Linked DNA regions of Mus musculus: regions 1 and 3 are each linked to region 2. A link is a contact called in public HiChIP or PLAC-seq data. All regions are on one chromosome and are shown on one strand. Each heading gives the region's core, a stretch centred on a gene start, on an enhancer-like site or on the middle of the called end of the contact. The rest is flanking DNA. Distances are from core to core; before and after follow the strand shown.

Region 1 (3,762 bases), core at 1,249-3,748, 630 kb before region 2:
TTTCTAATTAACGTGGCTTAAAGTTCCAGCATCACCAATCGCCATGCAGCTATGTCTTCGCCACCCCTCCCCAGCTGTGCTTCAGACAGGGTGCTTCTGTTCCCGTCACAGTGTGTCATTTAAAAGTCGTATTAACCAGAAAAATGTTGTAGCAATAAGAATCTATCTTACTGAAGGTCTAATTATCTCCTTTGGAAAAGTATTACTTCTCACCCCATATATCTTCCCCAAATACTTCCCATATGTCAGTCTGTCACCCAGAACTCTGCAGTCCCTCCTCTTTGCCAAAAGCAATGCAAGCCAGAAATAAAACAGAAAGTTAGTCACTCTCCCACAGAAGGATGGGAGCTTGAGTGTGTGGATGGAGCTCAGCAGCAGGGTGTTCACTGGCGTGTAGGAGGCCATGAACATCCACAGCACCACAAGTCAGAATCTGACTTAAAACTGTCTCCTAAGCATCGTGTTCTTCACACATCGATGGGGCCCTGCTACATAGGACGACACAGGGTTATGGTGGCCCTGGATCTTAGAGTTAGTATTCGATCCATTGAAACTACAAACTCAAAAACCCTTGACAACTCTAACTCTCTCTCTCTCTCTCTCTCTCTCTCTCTCTCTCTCTCTCTCTCTCTCGTGTGTGTGTGTACACATGCATGTGCATGTGCACACGTGTGCTCATGTGTTTGTGTGAGAGTGTGTGTGTAGGCCATGCATATGTGTAGAGCCCAGAGGCCAACTTCAGGTTTCATCCCTCAGGAATTGCATCATCTTTTTTCTCTCACTAGGACTTTAGGCTCAATCATCTGTCAAGGTTGGCTGTGATCTTCCAGATTCTGTATCACGCATCTTCATCTGTACACGAAGACACATTCACTGGCAGATGTTATAGTCAGCACTGAAGAGCCCATGTTCCTCACACAGCAGACACTTAGAAACACCCAGGGAGAACGGGTACCCTCTCCACCTCCAGCCCGTTCTTCTTTCAGGACGTAACTGCTTCTGGGACTTGTATTTTTTCTTCCCCTTGGTAAAAATGGTTATTGTATCTGAGTTGGGGCAGAAACAAACAGAAACAAAGGGTGACAGCCTCTTTCCAACAAAATCGCCATGAAGCACTCACGTGGCCCTGCCGCATGGGGGCGCACTACACATCTGTGGAAAGGAATTACTGTGGCTGCGACTGGAGCCTGATATACACTTGATTCCAATGGCCAATCAATGCTCCTCGTTTCTGTGAGCTGTGCCTTTGAGGGTGGTCACAGAACAACGTGGGACTCCCTGTGTGAGGAAGACTGCTAGCCACAGGACCACATGTGGCTAAAGCATCAATGAGTCAGTGCAGAGGGAGAGGAGGGGCATCGGTCAACATCCGCTTTGTCAGATGAGTGTGAACTCTGCAGTCGCACTTCTTTAAAGCCCTTTCTAACCTCCCATTTGTTCTGACAGGGGGATTTCACGGTTTACACACCCCTGTGAGGTGCTGAGAAACGGGCGTTTTCTGACTGAGCCATTTTCCAGCCCTAACTTCTATAGCTTTTACATGTAAAGAAATGATGGTGATGGTGATGGTGATGGTGATGATGATAAGTGATACCTCTAGTTCCTACTACTTGGAAGACTGAAGTGGTGGGATCAATTGAGCTTTCTTACTGCCCCTCCCCCATCTTGTAACTGGCTGGCCTAGAACTCAGAGATCTGCTCTGTCTCCAGCTATAGAGTGCTGAGATTAAAGGTGTGTCCCATCGCACCTGAGACCGAATAGGATTCTTAAAGAAAAATAATCCTTTTAAATGGCGTTATGTTGCTCGCATTTATCAGTGGAGTGAACTGAATTTTGTCTAGACTTCTCTTTAAAGTTTAACATATTTGATAGCTTTACTTAAAAGTTCTTTGATTAACAAACTTCAAATTCTTAAGTAGTTCCAAAACTGAGTTAAAATTATAGGTATTGTGATAATTAAATATTATTAGTGCTAAAATAGCTAATACATTAAGAAATTTCAACTAAACCGCAAGCATGGATCATTCTCTCAACATATACTTTACAACTCAGAATCTCAAGGTTAACTCATGTTTTTAAAATCTCATACACACTTTAGTAGTTACTTAATATTTCTGTGGTCCCGAGGTATGCAAACTACTGATACAGCAATTGTTATTGTGATCTACAAACATGTTACATGACATTTATGGCTGTCCTGGGACATACAAATCCTGTGGGCCACAGAGTGGATACACCTGGTGATTCTAAAGTTTCTTAATATGTCTGCTTCCCCTTGATTCTAAACCTCCCTCTGATTAAAGGATTTCAAAGAGGCTGTCTTGACACTTTAAACTATTTAGTTATCTTGCATAGAAATCTGGTTGTGCCATCCAGGCTGGCCTGGAATGCACTGTCTTCCTGCCTCAGCTTCCCAACTTCCGGGGTTCAGGACTGCATTAACATACAAATTGCCTTGTAAGCTATTTGAGTTCACGGCCTATACCCAGTTTGTCCACTAGAGGGCGCCTGATGACCTTGCTTGGACCACTGTCTGCACAGGCTCCATCAGCCTCCTCCACATGAGTGGTTCAGAGCCCATATTGCCCAAAGTTACATTTCCCCAAACTCCATCTACTCACACTTTCCTCTGTCCTCAATCAGCTTGCTGGACCCCTGCATCTAAGTGATCTGCTTACCGCTGCTTCCAACCTGCCTGGTCCTATTTGCACGCCCATGGCTGGATACTCTCTGTGGGCTTTGTGTACTTATCCGGGAGCTACACAAAGCCATCATGTCAAGCAGTAGGTACATGTGTGAGTATGACACACTGAAAGCTACCTGGCTCTGAACCTACCACCTGTGCTAGTACCGTGTTCTAAATCATACCACCCTCTAAACTGCTAGGCATCAGAATCCTAGGTCAGGTTCTCTGAGATGTTCTAACGTCCATTTTTACATCATGTGTATGATAAGACTTGCTTCTCAAATCCCATATTTACATATGTGTATTTGTGTGCATTTTTTCAGTGATGGTAATCAAACCCACACAGTGGGCATGGAGCTACAGCAGTCCTCCCTATACTTTTATTAACTCACTTGACTGGCCTCTAAGTCACAGAGATCTGCCTGCCTCTATGTCTGGCATACTGAGACTAAAGGTGTACCCCGCCATACCTGGTCTATCACTCACTTTTTTTGTTTTGTTTTGTTTTGGTTTGGTTTTTTGGTTTTTCGAGACAGGGTTTCTCTGTATAGTTCTGGCTGTCCTGGAACTCACTCTGTAGACCAGGCTGGCCTCAAACTCTGCCTCTCAAGTGCTGGGATTAAAGGCATGCACTACCACGCCCCGATATCACTCACTTTTTACAAATAAGAGATTCCTTTGTCCTATATAAAGTCAAGATGAGAGGAGAGACAGGGAGAGACAGAGAAACAGAGAGAGACATAGACAGACAGAGAGACACAGAGAGAGAGAGACAGAGAGAGACAGGGGGGGACTCATCTTCTTCAGGTAAAAAAAGAGACATAGTATCATTGCGTATAGTTCTTAACCCAGTTGTGGTTCTGTCCTTTTTTGATGTCTGTCTATCTAGGACATAACGTCATGAGGTCAGGCAGAGGGTGAAGCTAAGCAACATGCAACTCCTGGCCCATCCTGGCACACCAGAGCACAAATCATAGTTGTTGAAATAACCGAGTGTAAATTCAGCAAGCAGAGCAGATCAAGAAAGCACGTGTACTGGGAGAAGCGAGCGAGGCAGGGGAAGAGACGCATTTCC
Region 2 (3,899 bases), core at 1,018-3,517:
TCTCAGCATCTCTGAGTCAGGTCAGCATAAAACCAATGAAAAGTTCAGAGGAGAAAGATTGGTATGAACCCCCATGCAGAGAGTACAAGCTCATGGGCATAGTGGGAACACTCCAGGTTCACCCAGCAGTCTCCAGTTATACTTAATTTTCTCTTCTCTTCTTTTTTTTAAAAAAGATTTATTTATTTTATGTATGTGAGTACACTGTAGCTGTACAGATGGTTGTGAACCTTCAAGTAGTTGTTGGGAATTGAATTTTTACAATAATACACTGTAGCTGACTTCAGATGCACCAGAAGAGGGCATCAGATCTCATTACAGATGGCTGTGAGCCACCATGTGGTTGCTGGCATTTGAACTAAGGACCTTTGGAAGAGCAGTCAGTGCTCTTAACCACTGAGCCATCTCGCCAGCCCTATACTTAATTTTCTAAGACTTATGACTCGGTGGAATTTTTGTAGACTTTTGTTTCATATTGCTTTGTCTAGGCATTTGGGGGGGTGCTTACTAGTCTTTTGCTTGTGCATTATGGTTTTCAATTTTGTGTTGATGTTTTTTTCTCTGTGTGTGTGTGTGTGTATGTATGTATGTATGTATGTATGTATGTATGTAGTGTGCATGTATTTGTGTGTGTACATGTGTGTATGAGTGTGTATATATGTATGTGTGGATATGTGTGTGTACGTGTGTGGATATGTGTGTGTACATGTGTGGATATGTGTTTCTTGTGCTTTCACTTTGTTATTTTTCGTTTTTAAAAACCTGGCTGTTTTGTTTTGTTATGTTTTCTAATGAGAAAAAGAAGGCATCGAGCTGAATAAATAGGGAAGAGCTGGGAAGATTTGGAGGAGGAGAAACTATGATCAGAATATATTGTTTAAAAAATTATTTTCAATCTAAACAACAGTGATCATGTACAATGTTTCTCAGTATCTGTTCCCCACCAGAACGACAGGACGATATGGTGGAATCCCACAGCACTCTGGGGAAGATTAATCACAGGCTTGAGGGAGAACAATGGTTGGGACTAGTGTACCACCCACAAGGGTAAGGTGCCATCGGATATCCCATTGCTTCTTTTATAATGGTCAAGTCCTGAGGTAGAGAGTAAAATGGGCTCTCCATTAAGACTGCTCTTAAACATAAGCTATGCCTTGAACAGTGTCCTATTAAGTCATAGATGCTGTGCTTTGATCACTGCTCAATGACAGGAAGTCCTCAAAGGACAGAGGAACGGGTCTACGCAGAAAAGTGTCACTCTCCATTACACAAAGATCGCCTGTCCTGCAGGAGAAGCCTGAGTTATACTGACCTGAAAACTATATACAGTGCTCCCATAAATGGTAGCCCTACTCTGCCATATGTCCAAGTCTTCTTGTACCCTGAAAATGTGTGAATCAATGGGGAAAGGAGGTTGAGTCATCTCATTCTCTGATGCTTCTCACACACCGAGGTCTTGCACTGAGGAGTGCAATTCACTAGGCTGAGGGATGCTCACGTTCATTCTGGAGGGTGGCAGAAAAGCCACATAAGGCTGGGTGAGGCAGCTGTGCTGCAGCTCCCTGACAATCCTCTTCAGCACATCTGCTTTAGTGAAGTGGATCCACTAGCCATGGTTTCAGTTACCCACAGTCAGCCAGAAGTGAGTGTAGCATTGGGAGATAGGAGGCAGCCTGTGCCTATGAGTTTTACCACAGCATATTGCTACAATTGGTCTGTTTGTAACTGCAAATAATCTTTTACTATGCCTAACTTATAAATTAAATTTTAACATAGTTATACATGTTCAGAAAAAGCATAACATATATAGATTCCTGCACTTTTCAGTCAGACATCCCCTGGGGTGTAGAAGTGTATCTCCCTCAAAAATAACAGGGACTACTGCATTAATAAGTAAACTTCTTACGGTTGCTATGTGTCTGGATATGCTGACAGCACTGCAAAGCTAGTAGGGAGGGAATACCACACTGCAGATGCCTATGTGGGGTAGCAGGATGTGGGCAGCAGACACCCTGGGAACAAGGCCAGGGCCAGCAAACACATCAAGCCCTCTAGTGTCATATACATAGCAACTCTTCTTTTTTAAAGTATGCTAATGCCAAAAAGTAAATATGCCCTCAAGGCTACTGCCCCAGGTAACTTCTAAGTTCTCTTTCTGCTCTGTTGGTCTGCGGTTTTATGAATGGTAGCCTGTTATGCAGACTCAGTTCAGAAAGTGGGTGGGCCATGACTTCAGAGGTATACTCACAGAAGGCTAGGAGTACAAACGTGCCCTAAGCCCTGACTAACAGCCCCAGGGCAAACCCCCACATTACAAAGACTCCGTGCCCACAGGCACACAGAAGCACCAACCTACTTCCTCTCTGACAGATCCAAACTATTCATGAAGGGTGCTCTGTTTTGCCCTTCGATCCCCATTAAAAGATGTGCAATGAAATAAAACTTTATGTTGAATATATCTGGGTATTTCACTAATTATGAGAATCTTGAAAGAGAATTGTTAAAAGGCAACATTTTATTTAATAAAAAGGCAATGCAGACTTCTATTTATCTTGTTTACATTTTCATTCCTTACATTAGATTTATTTATTTACACTCCATGTACAGCCCTGAAAAAAGATAATCATTAACAAAAAGGATGCATTCTTGTATGTAAAAATCTGTAGTGACTAAAATAACCAAATCAATACTCTGCTAATATAAACATGACTCAGGATTTTCTAAAAGCATAAATCCTAACAACTAAAATACTTTTCTCTAAAACTACCTGAAAAGGCTTTATATTTAGAACTCAAAATTGATGCTACCATGTAGCAACTTGGTACTAAGCTCTGGCTAAGGAACAACTGATACCTAGAGTAAACAATGCATGGGCTGCTGCTCTGGGCATTGTCAAAAACTGTGCTTACTGCTAGACTTGATGCCCTCGGCTTCAGAGCTATGCCACCTCACTGGATACTTCCTTATTGCAGTGATTTGATTATGGCTTGGTTCAGGGAGTGGCACAATAGGAGGTGTGGCCTTGTTGGAAGAACTGTGTCACTGTGGGGGTGAGCAATGAGACCCTCCTCCTAAACACATGGGAGCCAGTCTTCTCCTAGTAGCCTTCAGATGAAGATGTAGAACTCTCAGCTTCTCCTGCACCATGCTTGCCTGGACACTGCCATGCTCCTGCCTGGGTGATAATGGACTGAACCTCTGAACCTGTAAGCCAGCTCTAGTTAAATGTTGTCCTAGTAAGAGTGCCTCAGTTATGGTGTCTCTTCACAGCAGCAAAACCCTAACTACGACACTTATCCACAGCAGCCTGTCAAGACAGCAGGGCAGAGCATGTTGTATATAGGTATCTCAAGCTCCACTTAGGAGCCAGGAACCTGGGAGCAAGTTTGGAGCCCACTCTCCTTACCTCAAGCATGCTAGGTGGAAGGAGGGAAGACTAAGGAAACCCAGCCTCAGCAAAGCTGAGGCATGCTGCTGTCACTCTAGCCCCAGCTCCCGAGCCTTTGGGTACTTACCCTAAGCATGCAAGGTAACCCCATGTACTATGTCACCTCTAGCCAGCAGCATATCCTGACAGGCAGGACACCATGGTGCCCAGCAGGGCAGGGGGCTTGGTAATCAGGCTATGGGTTCCCTTCTCTACAGGGGTTACCTTACACGCTCAGAGTAAGTGCCCAATGGATTAGGAGGTAGAGCTAGAGTGACAGCAACATACCCCTGTGTGGGGGCCCACTATTTACAACCCGGAGAATAGGGACAGAAAGCTGGAAGCTCACACCATGACTTATGCTACATCTGTAAGAATTCATGTCTACCTCTGGCAGAGAAACAGAGCAGAGAGGTCTAGAGCCTGATACCCACATAAGTTATTTTGCATTAAAAAGCTAAGGAAGCTAAGT
Region 3 (4,027 bases), core at 694-3,193, 670 kb before region 2:
CAGAGTCACCTAATGCATTTATTTTAGGTCAGGGTATGCTTTGAGTACTACATGGATAGAGGGAGTAAAAACAGACAGATCTTACCTGTCACAATTTTCTGCAGATGAAGAGTCTAAAGTGTCAGCTTGAGTGCTGAGTCCAAAAAGCCACAAAGACAAGTAGTGGAGCAAGTACTTGGGACCACATTTCCAGACATGAAACTGGCTGCTTCAGACACCACCTTCTTGCTACTTCTCTCCCTTGATGTCAATCAACAGGGTACAAATGTCCAGGTGGAAGCAACTGGAGAAGCATTTGACATATTTTAGGTGCAATCTTTACAACAGGGTGAGACAAGAATAATTTTATCTCAGAGATTAAAAAGCTCTAAGGGAGAGGAATCGGGCCCTCAGTGGTCCTGGGAATCATCCATACCTGGGCTACTTAAAAACTGACCCCCTTGCCCCTTCTTAGAGTTCTATGATCAGTAACTTTCTAATATCCCTCAGTGCTTCACAAGTACACATACCTCATGTATAATCCTTATTTCAATTATTCTTCAGCAGTTTCCTGAAGAAACTGGCGTGAGACCAGCTCAGCTTACCCAGTGAAAACTGGGTTTGGTTGTAAGTTCAAGTTTCCTGCAAAACAGCTACTCTAGCAACTAGTATAACCTTATAGTGAAGGAAATGGAGCCAATGATGCCATCCATGCCAGACTCATTATTATACGACAATATAAAGGTTAATTTGAATATATACTAGCACAATAATGTTACAAAGCTAAGGCATTTAATCCCATTTGAGAACATTTGGCCCAGCTTTAAGACTTGTCCTTTCAGGGAAGGTCACTTAGATCAGCTTTCCAAACACAAAAATAAAAGGACTGGATTGAATATTTTTAAGCACTAACATTAAAATTTCCTCCCAGCTCTGTAATTGTTTCTTCCCTGAAAGCATCACATAAACTGGAAAATTTTACAAGATGTCTCTCATTACTAATTTAACATCTCATTTATTTTTCAGCACTCTTTCAAGCATATTTTTGGTAGACTCCTAGTAGTTCATATTTTCATAAACAATGCAACAGTTTCCAATAAAACGATACATTATAGAGCATACAAACTATGCTCTCATAACAGGTATGAAGTACAACCTTTTAATGTGCAAAAACTTGAGGACTCTGTCTCCTATGAATGATGAAAGAGATTTCTCACACAAATACTAGAATATAGTTGAAGCCTACAATATTTTGTTAAAGTAAAAACCACGACTTCATTGTAATTATTAGTAAGCGCAAAGGCAGTTTGCTTGGTTCCTGTCACTGCCAGTCTGTGATCTCCAATTATCCGTCCTATTGCTCATTTTCCTCATACCAGAAACAAGCATTCTAGTAGCACATCAGGCTGATCTGGGGAGTAGTGTAACAGTCGCTGGACTGGCGCTACTACTTTCTCTTATTATTTCCCACACGTAAGCTGGTCGGTTTAAAGATCTTTCCAGGGAACAATACTTGATGCTTACCATGTCCGAGGAGAGGGGATTACAGAGTGTTATTTGGGCTTACTTTATGTAGAAGGGAGATTAGGCAATAAACGATTGAGACATTGTAAAAAGCGAAAAGAAGCATGGCTTCAGACATGACAATGCCATCTGGGGTCACAGCTGTCTGCCCTCTTGTTCCATTCTGTCTCTCCACGCAGTCGGGAGAATCCCTGAGGCCTCTGCCATGGGACGTCACAGGGGGCGGGACCAATGGCGGCCAGCTCGCGTTGCTTAGCCTCCGGTGCTTTCGGCGCAGCCCGGGCAGGACTCTGCTCCGCTCTCAGTCCCAGTTCGTCCTCTTGGCTGAGGTGCGTCAGCCGAGTCGGCCAGCCATAAACTCTACTCTCTGGGAAAAGCATCGCGTCTCGGGCGCGCTGAGTGACACCAGAGTCCCGCCCCCTCACGTCACTTCCGCGACGCTTCCGCCGCAGTGCCTTGTGGGAGGCCGGCCAGGGGGTCTCCTGGCGACAACCATGGCGGGGGATGTGGGCGGTCGCAGCTGTACGGACGCGGAGCTGCTGCTGCACCCTGAGCTGCTATCCCAGGAGTTCCTCCTCCTCACCCTGGAGCAGGTGGGGCGCTCGGGCCGACCGAGGACGGACGGGCAGCCGGGGACAGGCAGGCCTGCGGGAGGCTCGTGGCCGCTCCCCGCCCACACTGATCGGATGGGGCTTGCCTCCCTTGATCCCCAAAGGAAGCCTCCAGAGAGTGACTGGAACCCCCGGGAAATCCTCTAGAGCTCGGAAAGGGTGTGACAGACGACCTCCGCTGCCTGTGTGCAAGCAACGGCCTGCGGAAGAGATAGACTAGAAGAACAGACCGGGAGGGAAGAAGTCTGGGGCAATCAGGGCTGGATCCAAAACATCTGAAAATTAGTCTGTTAGGTAGCTTCTCGCCTCTCTTAGAGACAGACACTCGGGTCTCAGAGAGATGGACCTACTTCTTAAGATCATTATCAGGACACAGTAACCGTTTGGAGAACTTAAAGCACCTAGCTTTCCAGGTGGTGCATGCACCCCCCCCCGCCCCCCGCCGCCCCTGCGGTGTGACCTAAGATAATAGCAGATCATAAAAGAAAAGTGTGATGTTTTATTTAAAATGGCAGAACTGCTGAAAGTTTCTTTAGAGTTTTATGTGGCACGTTTTGTATTCCATGTGGTTTTGCCCCCCCAGTACCGTATCTTTCTCTAATTTCTTGAAGTTCTCAGTCACTATTTTAATAATGACTTTTAACCTGTGATTCTCAATCTTTTACTCACACCAGGATAATCAAAGGCTTACTAAAACATGTTATTGAGCCCCATCATCTGCTTCTCATTAAGTTCGTTCCAAATGTGCCCTGATACTGTATTTTAACGAGTTCTTGCTGATGACCCAAGGACAGCACTTGTAAGCACTGCTGCCAGAAGGCAGCCCCTTCAGTGCCATCCAAGCAGATGACATCCTCTGGGAATGTTGTCCAAGTGTATTCAGATACTCCCATCCCAGAGTAAATGCAAGTTGAAAGCCAGCAATATACTGTATGAAAGAGGAATAAGATGATTCAACAACTTAAAAATGAAATCAAACTAAACAGCTGGCATTGTTTTTGTTTTTTTTCCATTTTTGCAAAGCATACGTTTCCCCAATTTTTCCTGTGTGTTTTTGCAATATTGTGCTCCAAGATGTTGAGACAGAACTGGGATATGAGAGAGAATAAGTTATTTAAGTTATTTAGGCATATAAATATATATATAAATATGCCTAAATGGTTGGACTGTGAATTGAATGGTGAAAATGCGGTGGGGCAGACTGCTAATGGTCTATTGTTACTGTCATCAGAATGGAGAGTTAAGTTTTCTTCTGCAGTAGTGCTGTGTGTGTGTGTGTGTGTGTGTGTGTGTGTGTGTGTGTGTGTGTGTGTTTTGGAGGTGGGGGGGGGGTCTCCATAATAAAGCCAGTACTTGGTGTACTTAAGGCACTGGGTTCAGACACCAGCACCAAGACAAAACAAATTCAGGCACCCACCACATTAAAGGAAACATGAGACATAAACACAGACTGAGACTGAGCTCCTACTCCACCAGTGTAATGGTCCGACTCAGTAGCTGCTTTTTTTTAATCTGTTTTTCTCAGGCAATGTCCCATTTTTATTTAGATTAAGAAGGTAGTGAGGTGGTGGAATATATGCCTAAATGGACTCTACTTCTGGACTTGGCCAGCAGTCCTCTCAGTGAGGGCACGTGGTCACTCTAAGATGAAGCTGAACTTGATAGAATTTAATGGGTCTTTAATACCCTATCTAATAATACAGTTTGGCTCTTAGTGAGTGTGAAAGTAGCTTTATAATTTACTCAAGCATAACGCTTTCACCGTGTTACATGGCTAGGCAGCTTTTAAATGAAAGATGGCGTTTTGAAGTTATTTTTGTTTTCTTTCACACAGAAGAACATAGCAGTTGAAAATGAAGTAAGGGTAAACAAAGACAACCTTACCGACCTTTACGTCCAGCATGCCATACCGT

The links. HiChIP or PLAC-seq counts read pairs in DNA pulled down with a chosen protein or histone mark.
Region 1: a contact with region 2 is called in an H3K27ac HiChIP or PLAC-seq map of T-cell acute lymphoblastic leukemia, with 12 times the contacts expected there. The contact joins two enhancer-like sites. A contact is called at or near these places in 1 of 15 datasets of contacts at CTCF or cohesin (pro-B cells), 5 of 484 Hi-C or Micro-C datasets (DN2 thymocytes, the N1E-115 cell line, double positive thymocytes and 1 more) and 4 of 115 datasets of contacts at active chromatin or transcription factors (T-cell acute lymphoblastic leukemia, effector CD8 T cells, fibro-adipogenic progenitors and 1 more).
Region 3: a contact with region 2 is called in an H3K27ac HiChIP or PLAC-seq map of double positive thymocytes, with 4 times the contacts expected there. The contact joins the promoter of AI597479 here to the enhancer-like site in region 2. A contact is called at or near these places in 2 of 39 promoter capture datasets (3T3-L1-derived adipocytes and HPC-7-derived erythroid cells), 15 of 115 datasets of contacts at active chromatin or transcription factors (the 230-238 cell line, the SCID.adh cell line, T-cell acute lymphoblastic leukemia and 11 more) and 3 of 9 other capture datasets (adipose tissue, liver and macrophages).

What each region holds. Positions count from the first base shown.
Region 1 is chr1:43,137,298-43,141,059 of GRCm38.p6, forward strand. The region is part of intron 3 of Fhl2 (four and a half LIM domains 2); the gene reads right to left. Among named protein-coding and RNA genes, the nearest start is that of Fhl2, 25 kb to the right of the region's middle. Within about 2 kb of position 2,499, at least 32 of the 459 cell types and tissues checked have an H3K27ac peak or open chromatin away from gene starts, as enhancers often do. A contact at or near this core is called in T-cell acute lymphoblastic leukemia and pancreatic cancer cells, where this site is marked.
Region 2 is chr1:43,766,589-43,770,487 of GRCm38.p6, forward strand. The region is part of intron 9 of Uxs1 (UDP-glucuronate decarboxylase 1); the gene reads right to left. Among named protein-coding and RNA genes, the nearest start is that of Ecrg4, 38 kb to the left of the region's middle. Within about 2 kb of position 2,268, at least 67 of the 459 cell types and tissues checked have an H3K27ac peak or open chromatin away from gene starts, as enhancers often do. A contact at or near this core is called in T-cell acute lymphoblastic leukemia, double positive thymocytes, memory CD8 T cells and 2 more, where this site is marked.
Region 3 is chr1:43,096,767-43,100,793 of GRCm38.p6, forward strand. It overlaps AI597479 (expressed sequence AI597479), which reads left to right and starts at 1,944. Exons shown (of 4, transcript NM_133818.1): 1 at 1,944-2,096; 2 at 3,949-4,027. The coding sequence starts at 1,998. It also overlaps a transcript of Tgfbrap1 not described here.